Linked DNA regions of Mus musculus: all the other regions are linked to region 1. Evidence: chromatin contacts called from public Hi-C and promoter capture Hi-C data. All regions are on one chromosome and are shown on one strand. Each heading gives the region's core, a stretch centred on a gene start, on an enhancer-like site or on the middle of the called end of the contact. The rest is flanking DNA. Distances are from core to core; before and after follow the strand shown.

Region 1 (3,876 bases), core at 244-2,743:
GCATAGATATATATGCAGGCAAAACACACATACAAATAAAAACTTAAAAAAATGTTTGTACATTTGGGATTATGATATGCCTAAAGTCCTAGAGTTACCCCTGACTGTCCCCACTATTTATGTGTCCATTCAACAGATACTTACTGGTATGCCAAGCCCCATTTGGTATGCTGGTGGTCCAGGTCTATGCAAATTAAAATCCTTCTGTGTGTGTGTGTGTGTGTGTATGTACTGGGGTGTGACATTGAGGGTGGGGAATGATAGGGACAGTGTGGAAGGATCTGGTGCTTCAGAGGGACCTCGTGCGCAGTCTTGACTGCCTTCCAGGCTAAGGCCTCCTTCAGTCTTAGCAGAGTTGTTAGTAGTAGATCATTGACAGCAATGGCAAAATTATGCTGGCCTCTAGACATGCATATTAATCCTGTCCACTGGACAGACCTCTTTCTCCACTGGCTGGAGCCAGTCTTATGCCCATTTGCATGTTTGTCTCAACAGTCCTTTATTTTTACATAGATTTTTCTCTTTGGCTTTTCTTGTGGACATATTAATACAACATCTACTTGATTCCTTCATTTAAGTTCAAGAGTTAAATAAAGGAAAATATTTCATGTTAGGCTGGCATGGTAGCTCACACCTGTAGTTCCAGCTTTTGGGAGGTTGAGGCAAAAGGATTTTACTACAGGTTTTTAGGATCTTAGCTTTTATCATTCAAAGGCCATCTTGGACTAATGAGTATGAGAAACCCTTTCTCAAAAGCAAAAACAAAAACCATAACAACAAAGCTGTACTGGTAGTACATTCTTGTAATCAAGTTTGTACCACAGTGGCAGGATGACCAAGAATTCTGGGTCCTCCTCAGCTATGCAGTGATCAAAGCCAGCTGGTTACATGAGACCTTAACTCAAAACAGTTAGAAAAAGGTATGTTTATATATAATTAATGTGTTCACTTTTTAGGGTATGAGAATCACGACCTGTTTTTTATTTCTTTTTTTTGGGGGGGGATGGGTGTTCGAGACAGGGTTTCTCTGTGTAGCCTTGACTGTCCTGGAACTCATTTTGTAGACCAGGCTGGCCTCAAACTCAGAGATCCGCCTGCCTCTGACCTGTTTTTTTGAGAAAAGTATCTTTTCATAAAAATAACTGTTTTATGAATTATGATGCAATGTGTCATCAAAAAAAAGTGTGTCAGAAACCCGAATGGAAGATACATACTCGGAGAAGACCCTAATAAAAATGCTGAAAGAATGATTCTTTATCTGAAATTCAGATTTAGCCAGGCGTCCAGTATCTTTTCTGGGAACCCTGCTTCTGAAGAAGAGGGGACAATCAATACCTAACTAGCTTGGCTTTTGACCTTTCAAGTGGTCTTGCACAAAAAAAAAAAAAAAAAAAAAAAAAAAAGACCTCGTGAGTTGGAGGTGGCCGGGAGGAGGTGCGTGGGGGCGGGACAGGGCCCAGAAATGGGCGTGTCCAATAGGGCCCGCCCCGTCACGTGCCTCTCAGTGTCTGCCGCGTCGGCAGCTGGAGCGAAGGCTAGGCGGCGGCGGTGGCTGCAGCTTTTGGGCAGGAGTGACTGCGGCCGCAGCGCTGGGCTGGGCAGATGGCAGCGACGGCAGTGGCAGCGGGGACCGGATCCCCGGCAGGGACCGAGTCGGCGGAGGGCGGCCCTGGGGCAGCGGCGGCGCTGGAGCTGTGGCTCAGTGAGTAGCATCGCGCCACACGTGATCCTGCTTCCCGCCGCCCTGGTTGTCCTCCGCGGCGGGAGGGGGCCTCTAGACTCACCCAGGGGATTCTGGGGACCTCAGACCACGCCATGGCTCAGTGGCCGGGCGGCACCACTTAACAGCTGGAGCGCGAATGCTTAGCGATCTCTTGTGCCAAGCACTGTGCAGAAAGCGTTTCAGCCATTGTTAGTCTGGTCGCAGGACCGAGAGTACCTGGGTTTACTAACCCGTGCGGGCGATGCAGCTTTTTTGCAGATCATTGAGTCTAAGAGCTTAAGTGGCTGCTACCTTTAAGAGCAAAACCAGCTTTTATGCCTCGGTGCATATTTACTCTGGCCAGACTTAATTGTTCCTTGTCTTAGCTTAACGGTGATCTCTGGGGGTGCGGTTCTAAAGGTTCTCTCTTTATCTGAGGAATTGAGGTTCAGAGAGAATAAAGAATCCACCCCTTGGGTGGGCTCCACTACGTGCTGGGTGCACTGAGATGGTAACACTGGGACATTGCTCACAAAGACATGTTCATTGGCTACTGGCTACCAGAACAGCACCTTCTCAACAGAAGCTGGAGGAGGGGCGCTTGTTGAACGTAGTTAGGGGCTGTTTTGTTTACCTGGGGCTTGTCATAGCTGGTATACAGTGTGTGGACAATGGAGGAGGCCATATTCCAGACAGGAAACTGCAAAAACTCAGGATGAGAATGTACAACATTCTGGGAGCGAGTAGGCCTGTTGGCCAGGAGTGCAAAGCTTAAAGCTCAGAGAATCCAGAAAAGAGACCTCAGACTAATTTGCTAATGAAGTAAGACGCGTGAGCGCCGCAGAAGGGACTGCATTATTTAAACATTTTTATTACATGTTGTGTATTTGGGGTGGGGCGTGCTGCTCCTGGCTCGTGGAGAACAGAGAACAACTGGGGAAGGGGTCAGGGTGTCGTTTCTCTCCTTAGGCTCTTCTGTGGGTTCCAGGGCTCGAACTCAGGCCACAAGGCTTGGTCACAGGCACCTTTATCTTCTGAGTCATTGCAGGCCTATAGCTTTCTATTTCAACATGTAGGAGAAGCTGTTGGAGACAGCTTCGCTTCTACTGAAAGCACCACATGCAGTTCCACCTGGTGAGTTGGTTGAGGGTGAGACTTCAGACTTGGAGTAGATATATAAGGTCTTTAGATAGCTGGGGTGGGGTGGGGTGGGGTGATGGTGGTTACAATAGGAATGAAGGGAGTGGGGATCAGGAGTCGAAAGGATTATCTGAACCCATCAGCAGGGTTTAATGTAAGCACACGTGCATGCACATTACTTTAATTAAAGACCTGGAGCCAGACTGTAGCAGTGCACACTAGTCCAATTCCAGCAGTTGTGAGGGAGAAGCCAGCCTGGCCTACGTAGTGAGTTTCAGGACAGCTAGAGCTACATAGTAAGATCCTGTCTGGGAAAAAACAAAACAAAACAAAACCAACCATACAGACAAAAACCAAACAACAACAACAACAAAACATTAAACAAAACCCAGAAAGGACTACCATCACCCATATAGTCTTCCTTCCCTGTACATAGATGGACTCAGGAGATGAGTGTACGAAGGATCCTTGGTTTCGGGGATCAAAAGTAATTGTGGTAGATGCTTCCCCACTCCGCCCCCACCTGTGTGGAGGAGCAGTTGTGTCATGAAGTTCGAAGTTCTTGCCAGGCAGTTAGGAAGAGCTCTGAGCATCCAGGGAGGGTAGGAGCTAGAGGGGTGGTTTTGAGAGCCAGTCTTCCGTGGGTGTGTAGAACAGAGCGTTGGAGCTGGAACAAGGAGGTATTTCCCAGGCAGATGGGACTAGAGTATCCCAAAGGTTCAGAAGTAGACAGGGAAAGCTGTTCTGGGAAGAACCACGGAGGGGGGTGTGGCCAATAGCTGCTTCAAAATGGAGACTGGAGGGAGGGGAATCTGGCCTTTGAGGAAAATGGTGGAAACAGAAGGCTTGTGAAGTGGTGGCGAACAGCAGGCTTGGATTGGGGTTGGGTGCAGAAGTGTGAGGTGGGTAGCGTAAGAGCCAGCAGCTGCTAGTGGATATTTAAGAGCCTGTCTGCAACCGAGGCTTTGCAAGGACTTGGGTTTCTCTGCAGCCCCGGCTGTCCGGAATTCACCCTAGACGAGGCTGACCTGGAA
Region 2 (3,472 bases), core at 421-2,920, 1.3 Mb before region 1:
ACAAAACAAAACAAAAACCCAAACCAAAACAAAGCCTTATTTCAACACTTCCTGTTGTAATTAATGTTGGTGACTTGCAGTTTGCTGCCTGACTTGAGGGTCCACACTTGTGTTGTAATCGCTACAGATTTTTAATTTTCTTGTTCTTTGAGCTCAAGATGCATCCTGCATTAGTTATTTTGCTCTCTGTTTTAAGAAAATGCAGGACAAGAAGCAATGTGAGGGAGGAAGGATTTAAACCAGCTTCCAGTTCTAGGAAGGGATGTTTACCATGATGGGGAAGGCACTGCAATAGACAGTTTTTTGAGGCAGCTCGCAGGAAGACCACACTGCCTCCACGTTCAGAAAGCAGAAGGAGACGAAAGCTCCTAACTCAGCTAGTTTTCTGCGGTCTGGGGCCACAGATGATGGAATGCTGTGGCCCACATTTAGAGTGGATCTTCCCACGTCAATTAACCTGATGTAGAAACTTCTTCACAGACACACACAGAGATTTGTTTCCAAGGTGATTCTAGATTCTGTCACGTTGACACTTTAAACCATCGCACAGCCTGTAAAGGATGCCTTAGCCCACGGGGCACAGGGAATGTTGTGTGGAGCCAAGGCTGCCAAGTCAGGAGGACATGGCTGCGGGTCATAAAACTAACTTGGCTCAGTTGGACGAAAGGGCTCAGCAATGCGAAATGATCCCACCAAGTTCCCCAGCCTGTTACTGTAGGGCTGGGAATCAGAACCTCGCGGTCATTTATGGCAGCGGGGACTCAGAGGCCCATCAGTGCAGGGGCCTAGGGAAGGCCAGTCTCCTTTGGCTGGGGAGTCTGGGGGTCCTCATCTGATTGACCCTACTCTTTTGGCCTTTCCCATGGACCAGTTCAAGTACTGAGGGCGCGGAGCTGGTTCACCCTATAGATCTGCTTCAGCTCACTCCTGCTAGGTTAGGATAAACCCTGGTCTGACCCGCCGCTATAGGTTAGGTCCACTCGCTCAGCTTAACCTCAGCTCGTTTCAGTTCGCCTTCACTTGACCGGGCATCACTCGTCTAGGACTACTATTCCGCTCGGCTTGGCCGGACTCTTCTCCCCCCAAACCCCTTCCCGGGCTGGCCTGACTCCGGGTCCGACTGGACAAGACCCCATCCCTGTGTTCCGCCTTGCCGGACCGGACCAGGATCTGCGAGGCTCACTTGCGTTCTAGTTGTCACCACTAGAGTAGGTAGCTAAGTTTGGCTCTGCTCGGCCCATCCTGCCCAGCTCTAATTCAGAACCGCTGTGTCCAGGTGCCGGGCTGGGGTAGTCTCCGCTCTTCTTAGCAGAGCCACTCTCGTCCGTCTCCGATTGGCTCAACTCCATTCCTCTCCGCTCACCGATTGGTTCGGCTCCACTCAAGTTCGCCCAGCTCTGCTCCGTCCAGCTACGCCTGACTTCTCCGGTTTCGGCCGGACCAAGCTCGGCTCCACCTATCTAGTTTCGACCCTGTTCGGCTCGGCTCTACCCACCTCGGCGCGGCCTCATTGGTCCCCGCCCTGAACCACTTAACTCCGCCCATGTTGGGTCCGTCCGCACCTGTTCCACCTCTCTGGTTTCGGCCTCTTTCGGCTAGGCTCGGCCCAACTCGTGGTAGGGGCGGGCGGCGACGCTGGAAGTGACGCGGCGAGGGGCGGGGCCGAATTGTAGCCTCCGTCACCGCCTCCGGGGCCGGGAAGCGATGTAGGTAGGACCCGCCAGACGGTCCCCAGTTCTCCTCCGCCCGCCTGCCGCGCCGCCACCGCCGCCGCCGCCATGAAGAAGCAATTCAACCGCATGAAGCAGCTGGCCAATCAGACTGTCGGCAGGCGAGTGCGCGGGTCGCGCCGGCGGGGGGCGCGCGGGGGGCGGGCCGGTCCTGCGCGCGAGGAGCCGGGGAGCGGGGAGAGCCGGGCGCGGCCCGGCCTTGGGCCCCGCGGGGCGGGGGTCTGCGCCTAGCTACGGCTTGGGCGCTGCCCATTGTCCTGGCCGGAGGAGCATCGTCCTCGGGAGACTCACGAGGGTCTTTACTCCTCCCTGTCCCCGCCAGCCGGAGCTCGCCGCCTGGTGCGAAAACTCCGTAAACTTGTGTGCCTCTCGCAGTGCCAGGCGCGCAGCTTTGGGGCCGGTGTTCTCAGGCTCTCCCCGCTGATCCGCTGTTGCAGCCTTCCTCCTAGAAGAGCTTGCTGGTCACTGGGAACCTAAGGGGTGTTAGGCTACTGTGGCTTGCCCAGTTAAGTTCAGCCCCCCTCCCCTCTGTGAAGGAATCGAGAACTGCAGTCTCAAAATCCAGGCTTTTGGGAGTTTGCTGTGAGTTCTTGAGGTCTAGAGGTTTGGAAAGCGAAAAGGATGCCTTTTCTCATCTCACCTTGGATGTGGTATTTTCTGACACTGAGTGAGTGCTTGACAAGAAACTGATTTTTTTTTTTTTTAATGAAAGAATACAGGAGGGACAGTAGATGAGTAGGCTGTAGAACAGGAACGATTTGCGGTTTTTAGAGCTTTCAGGAGGCTGTTGTCATGTGCTGTGCTATCTGGAACAAATATTTCAAGGTCTTGCAGGGCGGATAGCTTTGCCGAACCAATTTGCTGGTTATTCTGCACGAAGATAGATGGGTTTTTCACAGCTCTTGCTGTTACCCTCCTCCCTTAGCAGTTAAGGACAGTTTGGTTTGGTTGAAGCACGTGAGACACTTCTTTTTTTATGTGTACGAAAATACTTTTACTTCCTCTTGGGTTTTCTAAATTTGCTTTTTACAATGTTTCATTTCCCCCAACCTTTTGCTAAGTTTTGTTATTGAATTTCTAAAAAGAAAAATAGAAGGGAAGAAAAATCCCTCCATCATGTAATCTTGGTATCCTCTATCCAGACTCAGTCCCTGCCCCTTAAACCCACACATGCCTAGTTTTTTGTTGCGTGTAGAGTTAGAGAAAGACTAGGGTCAAGGCGAGTAATCCTAATGGCATGAACAAGAAATATGATGAGAAGTGATAATTTTCTTGTGAGTCTTGTACTCCTTGCAGATATGCATGGCAGAATCAAAACTTAGTGGCTGCCACAATGCCTTTGTTAGATTTGTTATTGATTAGGTTTCGTCCTGTGTGGGACAAGGGAAAGTTGCTGGTTTTATGCAAAGTCTTGAGAGCTTTCTGCCTTGAAAGCTGGTTAGGGTTTTGTGGGCCCCTGCTTCTCCTTAGTCTCTCTTCCTAGTTTTACATTCTGGCCAGACTTGCCCACTTTCAGTTCCCACAGGAGGCCTATGTTTCTTATATGTTAACCTCTTCCTGGAATTCCCATAAGCCTCTCTTACCACACCTGGCCGATAGATAACCTTTCATGCTCTTCACTTCTCTCAGTCTCCATGTCCTTAGAAGATCCTTGATGTCTTGGATGGGCACCGTCTTGAGGCCATGCGCTACCTGCTTTCTATCTTCAAACGTCCTCTTTACCTGCTCGTGTTGGCTATTTG
Region 3 (3,582 bases), core at 521-3,020, 1.1 Mb before region 1:
AGTGTCTAAATATGATGCAAAAACAAATAGGTAAAGGAAAAGTCTGTTTAAACGTGGATCTGAAAACGGGTCAAGTATAGTACAATTCTCTGATAATTTAGAAATTACAGCTCAATAGAACTAAACGTTTTCCAGAAATGCATTACTTCGGGGTAGGAGACAAAAAAACAAACAAACAAACAAAACCTAACCAAACAAACAAACAAAAAAAAACCCCACTTCTCTTTTGAGGTAGTATTTGATGCTTACCAGTTACCAGTGCAAAAGCACTCAGACCCAGCAGAAGTGATAATCACTTACTGGTAACAATTTTTAATTACTTTCCCAACTGATAAAAAGAGCACACACTGAACACAGACTAAAATGTAGTTTCAAAGGAAAACAAAACGCAGTTTATGCTTCATGAAGTTCAAGGACAAAACTGTTTCCAATGCAACAGAATCCGCCTGACTACAATGTGCAGAGACAGAGAGGAAAAAATGTGAACACATAGTATCTTTTTATAAAGGCAACAATTTAGCTACAAAGTAATAACGGGGAAGCCAAAACAGTTTGACAGCCCGCCATAAGGGCCGCCTCAATCATGAGTCACACAATGCCTGCAACCATTTACAATAGTAATTAATGCACAAGTCCCCTAATTAAATTCTAAAAGGGTGAGAATGCTTTAACTAAGTTTACAAGAACTGCCTTTTGCTTTTCTTTTTAAGAACGAACACACTCGTAATTACGCGTCTCCCTGCAATGCCCCCCCCATGCAATATTCCCTGAGGCCGTTTCTCCCGAATGTCTGTTCCGTGAGTGCGAAAGCAAATGACACGGGGTTGGGGGGTGGGGGTGGAGGTTGGGGGGGGGGGGTCCGTAAACCCAGGAAGAGCGAAGCAGAGTGGAAACACACGATTATAAAGGGGCGGGAGACCGAAGGCTCGCCCATCTTACCTGCTAAGATTTCTCTCTACGTCTTTGGTAGCTTTAGCTTCCAATTCTCTGAAATAGCAAACAAAAACAAACACAAAAAAAAAAAAAAAACGGGGGGAGGGGATGCGCGTGAAAACGGAGCTGCTGCGGCAGAGCGCCCGCGCGGTGGGGGAGGGGCGGGGCTGCGGGCTGCAGCGCTGCGGGCCGCCGAGCCCAGGGCGACCGAGCCCAGAGCCGTAGCCCGCGCCGGACCAAGCTTCCCGGACCGCCCGGGACTCCCGCCCACGCCCGCGTCCCCCCGGGGACTGCCCCGCGCCGCCGCCCATCAGCCCGAGGGGGTCCTGCGGCAGCGCCGGAGGCTGGCTCCTGGCCCCCCGAGCGAGCCTCCCCTCCGGTCCGCTCACCTCATGTGTGTAAAGTGCACTAGCGCGTGAGGCGCGGGGAACGAGGCTCGCGAGCCTCAAGCCCTCCGCAGCGCCGCGGGGACAGGCCCGAGCCGCTGCACCAGCGCCATTTTCTACACCGTCCCGCTGCCGCCGCCGCCGCCGCCGCCACCGCTGCCGCCGCAGGCCCCAGACCGGAAGTGAATGCCCCACTCGCAACCCCTTCCGGGGGCGCCGTGGCCCGGGAGCCCCAAGATGGAGGTCCTAGCAACTAGGCCTGCCGGACGAGGCAGCCACTTGACAACTGTCTGACGCGTCCAGGACTTCGCCGGAGCTGTCGGGGAACTCCGAGGTTCCCCACGAGCGGCTCTGGGGCCTGGCAAGAGCGGAGCGCGGCCTTTTTCGCCGAGGCTGGCTCGGGCTTGCCTCGGACCATCCCCTCCTCCTTCTTTACTGCGACACAAGTTTCCTTCCCCTCGGCCCGGCCCCTCCCTTACAGAAACACGCCTTTAAAAAAAAAAAAAAAAAAAAAATCCAGCAAACCGCAAATTCCACCCCTGCCGCTGCCAGACTAGCCCGCGCCGTTTTTTAAATTCACCCACATCTAATTACTTTTGACCTTCAGCCACATTTATTTAACCTCTCGATTTGTGCCTCTTCCCAGGTGAAGAATGCATCCCAGAAGTTTCATTTTTTTTATTTTTGTGCCTCAAATTTTTACACACCCTTGACTCAGCAATTCCACTTGCACGAATTTCTCTGCTCAAGAAATAACCATTTGGGTATCACTTTTAAGTACTTCACAATCAAGATATTAACTCAAATGCACAGGAAAGGTTGAATAACTGTAGCCAGCTACGACATCTAATGCTATGAGGTGGCATTAAACGCAGCTACTTGCAATACCTGGGGTCTTGGTTACAATAAAAGAATGGAAACGCAGATGCCATACTAGTTCTCAGAAAGACATGTGAACACCCAAAAATTCTTACATGTGAACACTGTAAGATACATGTCTGTAGGTAAAGTATGTAAGTCTACATGTAGATAAAATAAGATACAGTAATATAATACATGAAGATACAATTATTACAATTATTTTCTTAAATTACAATATAGACACATACCTGATTGTAAATACAATAAGATACATACCCAAAGGGGGATGCTGCAATATAATGCATTAAGATATTATAATGCACATAGGTACATACATATTCGGTGCATATAATGCTAGTAATCTGCACATTTCTCCTCTACTTAAAATCTACTCCCTTTTACTTTCTCAGAAAACTCGCTCTGCAGACAACCTTCTTTTGCCCTTTTCTATTCTAAGTCCTTTAACTGGTTTAAACCTGCTCCAGTCTCTCCCATGAAACAAGCTCTGTGATTGTCTGCTTCTGCTCTAGGAGAAATGTGTGTTGTAGTTAGCTAATGAGTGGATGAATGCCCAGAAAGGAACTAGCCAGCATGTTAACGTCTGTTTTGCATTTTTCTTCTTTTGGTGTTCTTAATTTTATGAACACCCTATAAACATTTTTTGGAAAAAAATTACAAATTGCAAAATGAAGAATAACAAATAAATGCTAGTAATTTTTACATTTTAATTTATTTGAGATGGGGGTCTTACTCTATATCCTTGGCTAGCCTATGTAGGCCAGACTGGACTCAAACTCAGAAATCTGCCTATCTCTCTCTCCTGAGTTCTAGTGATCTATAACACACACACACACACACACACACACACACACACACACACACACAGGATCAACTTTGGTTAGGTTCTTTGTTAAACTGATACAAGATGGAGTCATCTGAGAAAATGCCCCCATCAAATTGCTGTAGGCAACTCTATAGGCATTTTCTTGATTAATAGTTGATATGGAAGCTCTTTAGAGGCCATCCCAGGTTGTATGAGAAAGCATGCTACAAGCCATGGGGAGCAAGCCAGTAAGCAGCACACTCCTCTATGTCTCTGCTTTAGTTTCTGCCTCTAGGTTCTTGCCTTGAGTTCCTGCTCTGATTTTCCTATATGATGAACTATGAACTGTAAGCTGATAAACCCTCTCCTCCCCAATTTGCTTGTCAGTATGGTGTTCATCACAGTGATAGAAGGCAAATTAAGACAGAATCTTTCCTATAATGTTTTGCCTTTGTTTCTGCCCAATTCCTGTGATTACCTCAACACCCATCTTCTCTACTCTATATTCCTTGCCTTACCAAGGTTAAGTGATTAGACTAATTCACAAATTATAATTTTGGAAGGTAATGATTACTTTTT
Region 4 (3,726 bases), core at 133-2,632, 1.1 Mb after region 1:
GATTGTTCTGTTGTTGCCTTGAGAGGAATGAGGGCAAGGTGCTGTGTAGACAAGAGCAAGTCCTCTGACAAATGCATTTCATATGTGGGGATGAGGACAAACCATCTAGGTCCCTGCAATTGTCTTTCAGGTGAATCTTAGCATTGCATATACAAAGTTTAAAAACTAATTCTAAATAAAGATGACAGTAGCTACCTCTTCCTGAACACTTTGATCATTTGTCAGATACCAGAGTGGACTCTGTATATTAACCTTCATGTAAATAAATGCATATGTAAGAGGACAGTTTAACAGGAGTAAAAGGTGTATTTTGATATTCATACATCAGAGATACTCAAGTGAGTGATTCTCTTAAGAGGTGGCTTTGGAGTTTATCTTACACACGGAGATAGATATTCCTGGTTGGCAGCCTCACTACGTCTGAAATGAACTACAATCTAGAAATGGAGGGCACACCTGTGATCCAGAACTTAAGGCTTGAAGACACAGGCTTTTGATCCTCTAAGTGTTGGATGACGAATGCTTTTGATCTGGATCTTGAGGCATAGCGGCCATGAAAATCTTAAGCTCAGACAAGGAGGTACATGGCTTTAATCCCAGGAGACAGAGACAAGCAGATCTCTGAATTCAAGGCCAGCCTGGGACAGAGTAAGTTCCAACTAGAGAAAAGCTTAGGTCCAGGTGTAGTGGTATACACCTTTAATCTAGGCCATACCTTCTGCAGGAGGCTGAGATACGGGCAATAGAAAAAGGAGGAAGGGTTTGTTCTTTTTGCCTGTTACAGTTCCCTGCCAGTTCATCTGTTGGAACCTACTCCTTCAGGATTCCGTCTTATAAGAAGACCAGCTGAAACAACCCAGCCTATGAGTCTGAGCAACTCCTAGACTCTTAGACTTCCCATTCACAGTTGCCCACTGTTGGGTTAGTTGGACTGCAGACTGTAAGTCATTCCAATAAATTCCCTTAATATATACAGACAGTCCATAAGTTCTGTGACTCTAGAGAATCCTGCCTAACACATACACTGTAATGCAGAACAGTATATTCTTGGAGCAGGGATTAGATGGAGGAAAAGGACTTGGACTCTAAGTGTGGCAACTTAGTGGAGGACAAGTAGATAAAAACTAGTAAAGCTTTTGGGTTGGATTCCTCTGGTGCTGACTCCTGGCCCAGAAGAGTCTGAAATTGTGCTCAGTGGTTAGCTTTCATTCTGCCTGACAGATAGGGAGGGATAAACATGGAGGGCACACAGCTTTCCTGCATCTGTTTCTTAACCGTCCTTAAGCCAAAAACAACACATAGTCTGAAGCCACATATCCTGGTTGTATATATAGTAATCTTTATAGCCTCATGAGGTCCTGATGAGGAAATCATAGAAAAATTCGCAATGTCAAAGGGCCTTCAAGCCTGTCCTGTGAGCTGGCGTACCACTTCCTCCATATAGCTCTGGTCTTGACCTCACTAAAAGACTCCATTCGTAAACTGACTTTTCATATGTTCCCTGTGGGACAGATCCGTCCCATGTAGAGGATGTAGGAATAGTCTCTTTGTAAATAATTTGTACCTGTTTATACGTTTGCCTTTTTTAAGGTTATTGTGCATCAAACCCAAAGAATACTTAGGACCTGATATAAATTATAAACTGTCTTAAAAATGTTTATAGTATATATGCATTTATTTTGAGTGAGTGTGTGTCTGTGTGTGTGAATATGCAAATGTGGGACAGCAAGTCTGTGGAGGTCAGAGGACAGTTTACAGGAGTTAGTGCTCTCTCTTCCACGGTGTGAGCTCTTGAAATTAAAATCTGGTCATCAGGCTTGGCAGCAAGTGCCCTTACCACTGAGCCATCTTGCCACCCTAATCATATATATTCTGCTTACCCTAACTAAGCACTGGACCCAGTCCAGTAGTCCTAAGAAATTAAATACATTCCTGTGGATGAGCCAAGGGCAGAACCAAAAGCTTTCTTCCACAGGTCTGAAGTAGTTTCCTGTCAGAAGTTGAGTGGTTAGTTTTCACAAGGGATCATGAGAAACTTGTGAAGGTTCAGGCAGCAAAGAATAAGTGGATTTCCCTAGATCCCATGCTGTGTCTGTCTAACTTTGCTTACTTAACATGTCAGTTTGGCAGTTTCTAACACTACAATGGCTTACCACTTCTGAACCCCAGACAGTCGACTGAGGTCTTCCCCATAAAGTTTACAGCAAATTTATTTGTTATCAGCGAATCTTGAATTGATTTGAGGCTGTTTGTAATATTCACACTTTTTGATGCCAAAGTATCAGTGCTGCCCAGACCTCACAGGGGTGTTAAAAACATGTTTTGTTTGGGAATAGTGATGGTGGTGTTAATTCAAAGAAATTTTCAGAACACTTTTGGCCCTGAGATTCGTATGAGAAAGTTAAAGAGTTAAAAAGAGGTTGTTAGCTCTGTGCATGGCCACTGATATAAGAATCTGAAAGGGGCTACATTGGATCACTGAATATCAGTTAGCTCTGTTTCTTGAAAGAAGACTGTTGAAAGCCAGTGCAAGGGTTGCACACCTGTAGTCCCAGTACTAGGAAGCTGAGTCAGGAGGGCCAAAGGTCAGAGCCAGCATGCCTGGGATAGATAGCAGACGTTTTCTCAAAAAACAAAGGTCACTTGGCTCTGGTGGTACTTGAGGAGCTGGTTTCAGGAGTGTTTGTAAAGTCAAATCTGCTGCTACCATATGGTTATACTCCAAACCCCCCTCTCCCTCTCTTCTGGTTGTGTCCAGAGGAATGGGCGTGTTGTGTTTGGAATATGCTCCGCTTTAGTGTGTCCAGGTAGGAATGGGATGGAGGGGCCGGGTGACCTAGCTGTGGTATTAAGACTGCGCTTATCCTCCATCTTCAGAAAGCAGTCTTAGCAGGACCAAAATAAATAACCTGCTAAGTATCTCAAGAGTAAGGATAATAGAGATAACATTCCTGTAGAAAGAGGTAACAAGATTTTGATATATATTAAAGTACCTGGTAAAATTAATGTATTTTTCACTAGTTTTGTCTAAAATGCCTCATTCAGGAAAAAAAGATTGATTTTTTTTTTTTCAAGCAAAAAACCCATCAAAATCCTCTACTTTAAGCTTTTCCTTCCTTTTTCCTTTTGGTTAAACATATATTTTAACCTTTTTTGCTTTTTAAAGATTTATTATTTGTATCTGTATGACTGTTTTGCCTGAATGTGTGTACATGCACTTGTGTGCGTGCCTGACGCCTGCAGAAGTTGGAAGGAGCAGATCCCCTGGAACTGGAGCTAAGAGAGGTGGTAATCTGTGGGTTGGATGCTGGCAGTGGGTCGTCATGTCCTCTATAAGAACAAGGGCTCTTCACCACTGCCATCTCTCCAGCCTCTGTTAGACACAGTGCTTAAACTTTTATCATGTTTTCCAAGTTTTCGTGAGGGATTATCATATTTCCTTTTGGGTTTTCCTTTTGAATATTAAGCATATCGTTCGTAAAAGTAGTCTAGACTCATGGAATGTCAGAGTTTTGGGAAGTATTAATGGAGCTAAGCACATTGAAAATAGCTTGTGCTGATTTTATTATTAAAACAAGGTAGTTTTGTTGGGATTTAATATTCTCTTTTCCATTAAGTAAGCTGATGACAACAGTATAGTAAAAAAAAAAAAAAAAAAAAAAAAATTCACTTTTGGTCTTTGTCCCTGAATCCTGGCTTCTTAAAAAGTCTTCTAAAACCATTGTT
Region 5 (3,464 bases), core at 764-3,263, 1.4 Mb before region 1:
AGAGAAGAGGGGCTGGGCTGCGCGAGATAAGGAAGGAACCAAGACAAAGCTCTCTGCTCAAGGTTCAATTTTTACTATTTCGGCATTCAGTTATAAAGGAAGGGGGAGGGGCCCAATTCCCGCCAAATAATCTTGGGATCCAGTAGCAGGGTGATCACGTGATGGCTTCGGAACAGCAAAGCAGCAGGTTCTAGCAGTAGGCGTGACAGAAAGATTGAGCGGGAAGCTCCATCCCTGAGCAAGCAGGTTTCAGGCTGGGGGAGGGGAGATTACAACCACCAATGTGAGAAAGTACATCTCCAATTAAACCTTTAATCTCAAGAAGCAAAGCAGGTTTCTGTGTGGAGAGGTTTCATATCTCTCATTAGATTTATTCCTATCATGAATAGTTTATCTTTTGCCCTATCACAAATGATATTCCAGTGTTTTATTTTCCTGCATGTAGATATATGCACACAGAACATGTTTGCCTAACAAAAGATTCTACCTAGGGGCTCAGAGGTTAAAAGCATTGACTGCTCTTCTGAAGGTCCTGAGTTCAAATCCCAGCAAGCACATGGTGGTTCACAACCATCTGTAATGGGATGCCCTCTTCTGGTACGTCTGAAGACAGCTACAGTGTAGCTATTTATAATAATAAATAAAATCTTTGGGCCAGAGCGAGCAGGGCAGGAGCAATCAGGGTTGACCGGAGCAAGTGGGGCCCGACCAAAGGGAGCAGAGGTCCTAAATTCAATTCCCAGCAACCACATGATGGCTCACAACCACCTGTACAGCTACAGTGTACTCATATATATAAAATAAATCAATAAACCTTAAAAAAAGATTCTACCTAGAATCTTTAATGAGTTCCAACAAATGAACATCAATAAAAACAGGCAAAAGATTTTAACACAGAAGGCAAAAGACCAAGAAACAGCAATGAATGCATGAAAACGTGTTTGATTGCCATTAGTCACCAGCGGAATGCTATTTAAAACCATAACAAGATGCATTTCACATACAGTGGCAATGCCACATGCGACTGGAGTTCTGCTGCATCACTGGAGGGACTTGTAAACACACAAACCAGGAGGGACCTAGTGTGCCTGCTGAAGACGAACCCACCTATGACTGGGTTTGACAACTGTAACAAATTGGTAACTAACTCTTAAGTCACCTATAATGCATCAGTGTGGCATGAAGAAGAGAAATAAAACAACTTCCCCTTGGAGTCATTTAATTGAGTCCAGGTTCGAATTCCCTACTTTGTACTCCCTGTGTCTTCTGCCCTGTCTGTCTGTGGCATGAGTTTAAATCTGTGCCTGCCTGAAAGCTGTCTTGTAAATCCATCCGTGTATCTGTGTGTTCTACATGTAACTGTGTCTTTGTGTATGTGTGTATATCTGTGTCTATATGTCTGACCCACACAAAGAGCTTTGTTCTATATTTACTGAACACCACAGAGTGTATCACACGAGGAAGAGATGGGATACTTGACAGAAATCTTTAACCAAGTTTTACAAGAGGTTAAAGTCACTGGCTCCAATTGATCCCACCTGACCAGATAACAAACATTATCAACCAGCGTCCATCAACGGGTGCTTTCAAGCTTTCTGCAGATCTTAGGGAACTGCTCTCAGCCCGTGTGTCTGCCGCTCTCAGCTAACGACGCCCGTGCCCGTGCATTGGTCAGAGAAATGGAAGAGCACAGAACTAAAACCTGCAGCTATGCACTAGCTAGGGCTGTAAGAGCTGACTTCAAGAGAATCTAGGGCAGGTAAGGTTGATTGTTACATTGTTCTCCTAAAGGCAGGTTAAACAAACAGTTTGAGTACACAGTAGGCTATCAGTCTTAAGTGGCCTCAAAGTGTATTGTTAACTCTGGCTTTGAGGTCTAGCCAAAGTTTTGGTAACTTAGAATGAATGCTTACATTACATATCTCTTAAGATATTTTCAGAGTATTGCATTGCTACCATGGGGCAACTACGAAACAAAAAGAACACAAGAGAAGTGAAAGACAGAAAAAAGTGCTGACCAAAGCCTATTTACAATGGCCCATACAGGAACAAGAACAAGTAAATGAACAAATTAGACAACAGATACAGGACTGGACGACTTCTGACCAAATACTCAGCCAAGCTCCTGAGCCTACTTTGCTGACTACAGCTTAGCCATAGGCTATAACTGCTAACAGCTTAAGGACCCATCTGTAGGGTGAGCCTAAGCCATCTTAGGGTAAATGTCTAAGACAATCTGAGACTGCTAAAGGAAGTTACTGTTTGTTCCAGTCAACACCTGAGCAGGGCCCTGTCTGTCTCCCAGCCCCTGAGGTAGGGCAAGAGCCTAACTTCACAAACACTAGTTAGCATTAGCGGGAGATTTTACATGAGCCACTCTTGTCTTCTAAGGATTTGTAAGTTGTCAACACCCTAGCCCCATTGAGCTACTGCACACTTCCGTTGTCTCACTCTTCAGCCTGTCATTTCTACTGAACAAGAAGTTCCGTTCAGTTTGCACTGGACTGAGTTGGAGTGGACTGCGGGAGCTTTACTGATTAAAACCCACTTTATTATCTGGGTCTGTGTATCTCTGTTGATATGCACATGAATAAACCTCAAAGAATATGCTGGATACAAAACCATGCTGGAACAAACCTTTAATCCCAGTACTCCGTGAGTCTGAGGTCAGCCTAATCTATACAGCAAATTCCAGCCAACCAGGGTTTCACAGTGAAACCCTAGGTCAAAACAGAAAAAACAAATAATATGTATTGTATGATTTATTAAAGAATGTACAAGAACAGTTAAATCTAGGGCTGGGAATACAGCTCTTATCTCCCTGACGGTGGCACACACCTTAAATCCAGCATTCGGGAGGTGAGGCAGATGGATTTTTGTGAGTGTGAGGCCAGCATGGTCTATATAGAAAGCTCCAGGACAACGTGACTACGTGGAGAGACCCTGTTTCAAAACAACAACAACAACAAAAAAGAAGTTTACTCAGTAGACTCCCCCAGAAGAGACTGCTCCCTTGATGAAAGGGGGCTCAAGGCATGCATCTCCTGTCAACATCTGCTTTCACTCTTCCTTTCCAAAGCACGGCCAATCAAACGGACCAGGAGAGCTCTATAAACTTCCCTTATCCTGAGAAACAAGGAATGGGACCCTGGATAAAAGACAACTACGTAACTTTTAAGTCGATGATTTCAGTCATCAAAATGAGCAAAAGCAACTTCAGCTGCAAAATGAGGTGGACGCCACTGGTGCACTACAGCATTGTGAGATGGACGCCACTGGTGCACTACGGCATTGTGAGGTGGACGCCACTGGTGCACTACGGCATTGTGAGGTGGACGCCACTGGTGCACTACAGCATTGTGAGGTGGACGCCACTGGTGCACTACAGCACACATGAAGACTGAGTACACAGGCAAAGTGTGCTTAAGTCAGAGCGGTCAGTACAAAGGGGTAGAGTTGGCCCT
Region 6 (3,678 bases), core at 532-3,031, 1.3 Mb before region 1:
CTTTATTTATAGACTGTGTTTGTTTATCCTAGCTTCATTTCTGAGACAGTGAGAAAACACCCTGAAAAAAGCATCTTGGTGGAGGAAAAGGTTTAGTTAGTTTGACATTCCAGATTATAGTCTGTCTTTGAGGAGAAGTTAAGCGGAGTTTAGCGGATGATCATTCCAAATGCACAGTCAGAGCAGGCAGAGACAGATGTCCCATGTCGTCTGCTCATTGCTGCCACTTTTGCTCTAGGCTTGTTTCTTCCTCGTATGTGGTCCAGGATCTCCTGCCTAGGGAATAGCACTGCCCACAACTGTCTGGGTTCTTCTGTATCAATCAACCAAAATAATCACCCACAGACACGCCACACATCAGCCTGATCACCCACAGACACGCCACACATCAGCCCGACCACCCACAGACACGCCACACGTCAGCCTGACCACCCACAGACACGCCACACGTCAGCCTGATCACCCACAGACACGCCACACATCAGCCTGACCACCCACAGACACGCCACACATCAGCCTGACCACCCACAGACACGCCACACGTCAGCCTGATCACCCACAGACACGCCACACGTCAGCCTGACCACCCACAGACACGCCACACGTCAGCCTGACCACCCACAGATACGCCACACGTCAGCCTGACCACCCACAGACACGCCACACGTCAGCCTGATCACCCACAGACACGCCACACATCAGCCTGATCCAGACAGTTCCTCAGCTGAGGCTTTCTCAGGTGATTTCAAGTTGTGGCAAGTTAAAGTTTTAACAGTGACCATCACAAACATACACATGTGCACACACATGCATATGTATGCATGCATGTATACACAAGTGCGAGCATGCACACACACCTGATCGCACGTGCTGACATTTGAATTTCAAGTGCTATAAAACATTATTCCTCTTTTAAAAAAAAAACTATTTAAAAATAATAAAAACTCTCTTCTCTGACTGGCTTTGGCTTGCAGATGTAGTTTGCTGAACCCTTGGATAAACAAGGAGAAGGCTGCAGGATGAAGTATGCTGGGTTTGAATCAGAGTCTCTGCCTCTGATAGGGTGGCCATAGGCAAGTTTCCTTCCACAGCCTTACTTTGCTCATCTGGTAGAAGCTCTTACCTCATGGAGTTGATGTAAGAATTGAGGGAGAGACCAGCTGAGACAGCTCTTCTGTGCCTAAGATACACCGGCTGTCTTAGCTGTGGTGTCTCCGCTCTCAGTAGGGCTCTTACAGGGCTCCTGCAGCCCTGGCAGAACGGTTTGTGATATGGGTGTTGATACCCTGGACCCGTCTTTAGTCATGGTCAAGTAGACTCCACAGGGAGGGGGGCTTGGGAAGCACTGCCTTAGTTTCATGTAGTGGCCTCAGTGTGTTTAAACAGGCAGGGGCACATACAGGTATTTACAAGGTAGGCCTGAGGGCTCTGACCTATGAGGATGCTCCTCAGGTATGTCTGCCTGTCAGACCTGTGTGGATGGCTGTCACATACACATGATTCTATATGTGTGTCAATGTATCACTGGGATCGGGTTCTTCAGCCTTGGCACTGTTCATATTTAGGGCCTGTGGCTGGCAAAAGGATACTTGCTGTCCCTACAGGTGTCCACACGGTAGTTTCCAGAACTTGTGCATGTATGACTTTGTAATGGCAGAGGGGAGCCAAGGCTCCACGTAGATAGAAGGAGCAGTGACACTGGGTTTTCAGGTAGCCATGGAAGGAGGGAGTCACTGAGCGTCCTGATAGGAAGCTGTGACTGGGAAGAAAAGCACAGGGTGTCCATTGCTGCTGTCCTGCACAGTACAGGAAAGGACCAAGGAATGCGGGTGGCTTCCAGGAGCTGGGGAAGGAAGGAAGTGGATTCTCCTCCAACTGTCCGGAAAAGAGCCTGGCAGTGCTGACCCTGAGTTTCTGCCCAGCGAGTGCTGCTTTGAACTTTCGACCTCTAGAATTGCAAGCTAATAATGCATTTGTATCCTCTAAGCCCTCAGTGTGTGGCAGGGTGTTCAGCAGCAGTGGGCGCTAATGCAGCTGGAAACTCAGCCCCTGGTCAGCACTGGTAAGGAGAAAACAGTGTGATGCGGTGAGTGGAGGTCGTCTTGCACTCCCAGCACAGCAAGTCCACACTAGATGTCCCTGGGAGGTTGGGGTGGTGGTAAGGGGACAGTCACCTCTGGTTGGGAATCACTAGTTTAGATTTCGAGTGAAGGATGTGTAAGTTGATAACAGTAGCTTCACCTGCAGTGTGGAGTGACAGGAGCGAGGGATGATTTCCCTCCTCTCTAATCTAGAAGTTAAACGTCTATAGTAATATAGGTGCACTTACTCTTTTGGTTTTCTGATACACGATCTTACTGAGGCCGAGGCTGGCAGTAAACTGATTGTTGTTAGCTGAGGATGACTTTGAACTCCTGACTTCCTGCCTCCCCAGTGAGCACGAGATATAGGCCGACACCACCATGCTCATTTCGTTCCTCCTCATTTTTAAACACATTCATTTTGAAAAGTACTGCCCTAGTTGTGTTAGTGGCCGTGGGTTTTGCTGGGGAAGGCAGTCCTCTGTGCCACAGCCGCTCTTCTGCCTGGTTACATTGGAATTGTTTTACTGCCTCTTTTGAAGTAAAAGTCAGGTTTTGGTGGCACCCGTCCGTCATACAGTGAGGATCTCCCCAGTCCCTGCTGCATGGCAGGTAAATTCTGCACTCGGTGCTCAGGAGGAGGGATGGCTGCTTGCTCTCAGATGCTAGAGTGCCTCAGTCTGGCCAGCAGTGGTCACTGACGGCAGCACACAGCTTACTATGATGGTGTGGATGGACTTCTGGGTCTCTAGTCTGACCAGGAAGCCCTGGGGGTCCCGTGGCAGATGTTCTAGGCACCTGTTTATGTAGTAGTGATCATCTTGGAGACTGCATGGGCATTTTCAACAGTGGCATTTGTTGTGCAGGTGCCACCATGACAGTAGCTTTGCTATAAGTCAGCCCACGAGTCAGTCCATGGGAGGATTGTCAAACCAGCTAGAGCTTTCCCTTTGAGGCTACTGTGCACTACAAAACTCTGCTTTTCTAAGTTGAATGATCCAGTTTGGAAGTACTAGGAGCTGGAGAGATGGATGACTCAGCGGTTAAAAACACTGGCTGTTCTTCCAGAGGTCCTGAGTTCAGCACCCGCATGGTGGCTCACAACCAGTTTGGAAATACTTATGTTTTCTCCTTGCTCAGTAAGTAGGCTGAATGAAAGATAAGCGGATGGCTGAATGTCCCCAGACCTCGTCCAGGGACAGGGAAGCCACAGTGAAGGGAGTGAAGGGAGCCACAGTGCTGCTCTGAGGACTTGAGAGTTCCAGGGAGACATCTTAGGGCTTTAGAAAAACTACAAGAAAAATCCTACCTGGGGAGGTGGTGGGAGGTTGGGGTGGGATAGGGCTAAGCAGATTAGAACACTTGATGAACAAGCTTGAGCTTGGTTTCAATCCCTAGCACCCACGTAAGTATGTAACTCCTGCAACGGGGCACAGAGACCTACAGATTCCTGGAGTTTAACTGCCAGCCACCCCAACCAAAGCAGTGACCTCTAGGTTGAGTAAGAGACCCAATCTCAGAGTGATAGAGGACACCTACCTGACGGCCTTTCTGACTTCCATATATGTATGTGTACGTGTGTGTGCACACATGCCTG
Region 7 (3,486 bases), core at 879-3,378, 1.0 Mb after region 1:
AGCTTGTCAGGCAAGGATGCAAGCACCTTTAGCCACTGAACTATCTGGCCTGTTCTATTTTGATTGGCTTCTGCTTCCTAGTCAGGGTCTTGCAATGTAGCACAGGTGGTATCAACCTCACATGCCTCCTGTCTCCACATCCCCAGTGCTGAGGGCACCACTATACCTGGCTAATATTACTTTGTTACATTTTTGGTTGGCATTCCTCATAAGGAAATTTTTTTTCTCATTTATATCACCATGGATTCATCATTAACAAACTGCAATCTGTTGCTATTACTACTTATTTTGATACTCATGGGCTGGGGACAGTGGCTTGGAACTTCTCCTTGCATGTGAGTGGGCCCTTGGTAGTACCACGGGAGAACAGGAAAAAGAAAAAGGAAGAGGGAGGCAAAAAGAGAAGGAAGTGTATTATTTTGATGCTGTTATTTTTTAACAGTCCCTTCACAATAAGTGTTAGAAACAACACAGCTTTCTTGGGCACAGTTTCTTTGATTCTCATAGCTCTTTGAGCAAAGAGGTCATTTCTCCCCTAAGTGGTGAGCTAACGCCTGCTTTGCTAGTACAAACTGTGGATAGACAATTAGATTTCTAACCCTAGGTTCTTGGTACCTTAAGGTCTATTAAGGAGTCTTTCTTAAGGAATGAAGAGGAAAATCTCGCCAGAACAACATTCCTGTAGGGACAGGGTTTGATGGTTGTGTGCCTTCTATCCCAGCACTCTGGAGGCAGAGCCAGCCTAATCTACATAGTGTGCTAGGCAAAGCTGGGGCTGCACAGTGAGACTCTGTACAAACAACAAACCAACCTCACAATGGGGAGGCTTTCTTGACCTTCACAAGACCATGTTCCCAGGAACAGGTGCATGTTACACTGATCTGAAAAGGAGCATCTTAGGACCCACAAGAATGATGGAGAGTGGCACGCCTAAGGCATCGTTAGCACTGAAAAAAGAAATTAGGGTGAAGTATTCCTTCCTCCAAATTACCCGAGATCTCAGAGAAATAAAAGTATCTCTGAGGATTTGTAGCTTCTTCCTAGCAATTTCTCCTGTTTTAAGCCATAGTAATCTGAGTACACTATTTTAAGGCCACAACTGGTGCTTTTTTTGGATAAGGCAAACTTTCAACTGCTTTCCACTTTAGTTCGGGTGACACTCCGGATCTGTGTGAAGGAGTTAACTTCAGGAGGTTTCTACCAAATCACTACTGCCAAACCTGAGTAATTACTCCCCTCCCCCCCTCAGTTGTCACAGTTCTTCTCCCGTCCTCTGTAGATGCTATCAGTTATAACATCCCCTCCCCCCCTCAGTTGTCACAGTTCTTCTCCCGTCCTCTGTAGATGCTATCAGTTATAACATCCCAAACATCTGCGCCGACCTTTCTGCCCTCTGAGAGTTTCCCTAAGTGAGGTACCCAAATATATTAAAAGTTTAACCCAAGAAACAGTAGTTACGGCTGTGTTAACAAGCTGACGCCGGCAAGCTGGCCACCAAGTGCAATGCCTGATCTTAGGTATTTATCCTGGGCTCTATGAACCTTTAAGAAATTCTATGCAAAACTGTGGCAACTTTTCTCAGGGGAGGCGGCTTCCACTGGCCAGCCCGGGACTCTGGAGTGTGAAGTGGGGTTGGTGACTGCCCTTTTAGGAGTTCATAGCCAGGCCCCTGGAAGGCCAGGGCTCCAAGATTGAGGAGCAGCTCTCACTCAGTAGCGTTCTCTCGGCTTTAACTTCCCGACGGACCATGAGTCTCCCTCCGAGCATCACCGAGGGCAGAGCCAAGGAGAGTTGGCCCGCATCCGAAACCCTCGGGTGGGAAGATGATGACCCGTGCCCAGAATTAGTAGTCCTCGGCACCCGGTGTTCGCCAAAGCCACCTCCACACTCCGGAACTGGAGTGCACTCAACTGAGGAGACGCGACGCAGACAAAAGAGGAGGGGCTGCCGACCGCACCCTCTTCGTCTTTCCCCGCCTCCTTTGTTCCTTCCTAAGCTATTATTGGCTGATGGTCCTCGGACCCGCGACCTTTTTTGATATTCTATTGGCTGAAGTCGCTGTCACTCTATAGGCGGCTCATTCGTGATTGGTCAAGGTGCCTCCCGGGTTTGAATCGTCTCCCCGGCTTTGGGAGGGTTCTGCCAAAGTGCCACGTTGGGCCGGGCAGCAGGCGTGAGGAGCCGGCTCCCGGCGCCACCCGGGGCGCGCTCGCTAGGGCGCCGGCCTTTGGGCGGCGCGGGATAGCGGCGAGAGCTGCTGCGGGACCTGCGTGTCCCGCCCCAGGGTGGCTCTGGCTGAGGGCGGCGGGGCCGGGGGAGAGCCCGGGGCAGCGGCCGAAACGGCAGGGCGGCGGCAGAGCCCGCTGCCCCCGGACGTCCCCGGCGACATGCTGGCAGATAACCTAGTGGAGGAGTTCGAGATGGAGGATGAGCCGTGGTACGACCACCGGGACCTCCAGCAAGGTGAGGGCGAGGTCGCCGGTCGGGAGGGGGGGGCGGGATTGTTGGGGTGGGAGTCCGGGGGTGGCAGGTGTGGAAAGTGCTAGAAAGTTCCTTAGGCTGGAGGTTTGGGATGCCGCGGCCCGGTGCTTCTTGCCCTCACCTGGCAACGGATCCGCCCATCCCGACCGCAGAGAGCAAGCGCGCGCGGCCCACGGCCCTGCGGGTGCGCCACACAGGCTGATGCTCGGTGCTTTAAGAAAGCGCTTGCCGGGTATGAGCGGATGGACCTCTGAGGTGGGCAGGAGTGGACCAGCTTGTCCTGCTCTAGAGGCGAGCTGCTGGCCTGGGTCCGGGTCGTGCTGCCCTGCCTGCCCCACATCGCCTTTCATGGTCCGCAGAGTCTGCAAAGCCGCTGCAGGTGGTGGGAGGGCAGTGCTGCTGTGCGGTACCCGCGCCATCTCTCTGTGAGAGTAAATTTTTTTTTTTTTGTCCCGTTTTCCAGAAAGCAGAGGCTAAAAGATTTAGGTGGATTCCCTAAAGCCGAGTATGAGGAGCCTGTAGACACTGTTCAGTTTCTTAGCATCCCAGTTTACAGCTTACTCAGTTGGGTATTAAACTGTTTTGTTTTGTGTTTTAATTTATTACTTAGCCATCGTTCATCGGGGGCTAAATGAAATTATTCGAGGGCAGCTCTTATCATGCGCTTATCTTTCTTTCGGGTTTTCAATTAAAAATAATCCTGCCTTGGTTTTCTTGCATCGGGGCATCTCCAGAGACAATCTCAAGAGTGCCCCCAGTCTGAAGCCAGTGGCCCATTTTCTTGTACATTCATAGCAGGATTTTGTGTTTGGGGACACTGATAGGCCGGCCCTCAACACCCTGGTAGGCTCCTTTAATTCTCCCAATAGCATAAGGTGCTGCAGTAGGTACCTCTGGCTGAAGAAGATACTGTTGGGGAGACTAGGTATTCACGGCAGACCCCAGAGTAGACATTGTTAACCACCATGCTGAGGGATCCGCAGGAATCCTTTGTGCTATTCTGTA

The links. Promoter capture Hi-C pulls out the DNA fragments that hold promoters and counts their contacts. A called contact is a pair of places that touch in the nucleus more often than the background predicts.
Region 2: a Hi-C map of muscle stem cells shows a contact between it and region 1, with 2.7 times the contacts expected there. The contact joins the promoter of Arhgap17 here to the promoter of Gga2 in region 1. A contact is called at or near these places in 1 of 39 promoter capture datasets (embryonic stem cells) and 1 of 484 Hi-C or Micro-C datasets (muscle stem cells).
Region 3: a contact with region 1 is called in a promoter capture Hi-C map of pre-B cells, with 4 times the contacts expected there. The contact joins the promoter of Tnrc6a here to the promoter of Gga2 in region 1. A contact is called at or near these places in 4 of 39 promoter capture datasets (the 3T3-L1 cell line, the C10 cell line, liver and 1 more) and 1 of 115 datasets of contacts at active chromatin or transcription factors (astrocytes).
Region 4: a contact with region 1 is called in a promoter capture Hi-C map of the C10 cell line, with 4 times the contacts expected there. The contact joins the enhancer-like site here to the promoter of Gga2 in region 1. A contact is called at or near these places in 13 of 39 promoter capture datasets (the 3T3-L1 cell line, 3T3-L1-derived adipocytes, the C10 cell line and 7 more), 1 of 115 datasets of contacts at active chromatin or transcription factors (embryonic forebrain) and 1 of 9 other capture datasets (embryonic stem cells).
Region 5: a promoter capture Hi-C map of pre-B cells shows a contact between it and region 1, with 3 times the contacts expected there. The contact joins the enhancer-like site here to the promoter of Gga2 in region 1. A contact is called at or near these places in 5 of 39 promoter capture datasets (the C10 cell line, hippocampal neurons, liver and 1 more) and 1 of 9 other capture datasets (embryonic stem cells).
Region 6: a contact with region 1 is called in a promoter capture Hi-C map of liver, with 2.1 times the contacts expected there. The contact joins the enhancer-like site here to the promoter of Gga2 in region 1. A contact is called at or near these places in 4 of 39 promoter capture datasets (the C10 cell line, hippocampal neurons and liver) and 1 of 115 datasets of contacts at active chromatin or transcription factors (extraembryonic endoderm stem cells).
Region 7: a promoter capture Hi-C map of pre-B cells shows a contact between it and region 1, with 4 times the contacts expected there. The contact joins the promoter of Cdr2 here to the promoter of Gga2 in region 1. A contact is called at or near these places in 9 of 39 promoter capture datasets (the 3T3-L1 cell line, 3T3-L1-derived adipocytes, cranial neural crest and 5 more), 3 of 115 datasets of contacts at active chromatin or transcription factors (astrocytes, embryonic forebrain and pancreatic cancer cells) and 1 of 9 other capture datasets (embryonic stem cells).

The regions. Positions count from the first base shown.
Region 1 is chr7:122,018,815-122,022,690 of GRCm38.p6, reverse strand. It overlaps Gga2 (golgi associated, gamma adaptin ear containing, ARF binding protein 2), which reads left to right and starts at 1,493. Exons shown (of 17, transcript NM_028758.2): 1 at 1,493-1,702. The coding sequence starts at 1,603.
Region 2 is chr7:123,368,113-123,371,584 of GRCm38.p6, reverse strand. Arhgap17 (Rho GTPase activating protein 17) reads left to right here and starts at 1,670. Exons shown (of 20, transcript NM_144529.2): 1 at 1,670-1,831. The coding sequence starts at 1,779.
Region 3 is chr7:123,122,073-123,125,654 of GRCm38.p6, reverse strand. Tnrc6a (trinucleotide repeat containing 6a) reads right to left here and starts at 1,770. Exons shown (of 24, transcript NM_144925.3): 1 at 1,323-1,770; 2 at 940-987. The coding sequence starts at 1,327.
Region 4 is chr7:120,960,942-120,964,667 of GRCm38.p6, reverse strand. All of the region lies in intron 2 of Cdr2 (cerebellar degeneration-related 2), which reads left to right. Among named protein-coding and RNA genes, the nearest start is that of Cdr2, 20 kb to the left of the region's middle. Within about 2 kb of position 1,382, at least 21 of the 459 cell types and tissues checked have an H3K27ac peak or open chromatin away from gene starts, as enhancers often do.
Region 5 is chr7:123,392,835-123,396,298 of GRCm38.p6, reverse strand. The region is part of intron 1 of Lcmt1 (leucine carboxyl methyltransferase 1); the gene reads right to left. Among named protein-coding and RNA genes, the nearest start is that of Lcmt1, 17 kb to the right of the region's middle. Within about 2 kb of position 2,013, at least 13 of the 459 cell types and tissues checked have an H3K27ac peak or open chromatin away from gene starts, as enhancers often do.
Region 6 is chr7:123,336,789-123,340,466 of GRCm38.p6, reverse strand. All of the region lies in intron 1 of Arhgap17 (Rho GTPase activating protein 17), which reads left to right. Among named protein-coding and RNA genes, the nearest start is that of Arhgap17, 31 kb to the left of the region's middle. Within about 2 kb of position 1,781, at least 22 of the 459 cell types and tissues checked have an H3K27ac peak or open chromatin away from gene starts, as enhancers often do. A contact at or near this core is called in liver, where this site is marked.
Region 7 is chr7:120,980,954-120,984,439 of GRCm38.p6, reverse strand. It overlaps Cdr2 (cerebellar degeneration-related 2), which reads left to right and starts at 2,128. Exons shown (of 5, transcript NM_007672.2): 1 at 2,128-2,463. The coding sequence starts at 2,388. Mfsd13b (major facilitator superfamily domain containing 13B) reads right to left here and starts at 1,931. Exons shown (of 8, transcript NM_001374644.1): 1 at 1,710-1,931.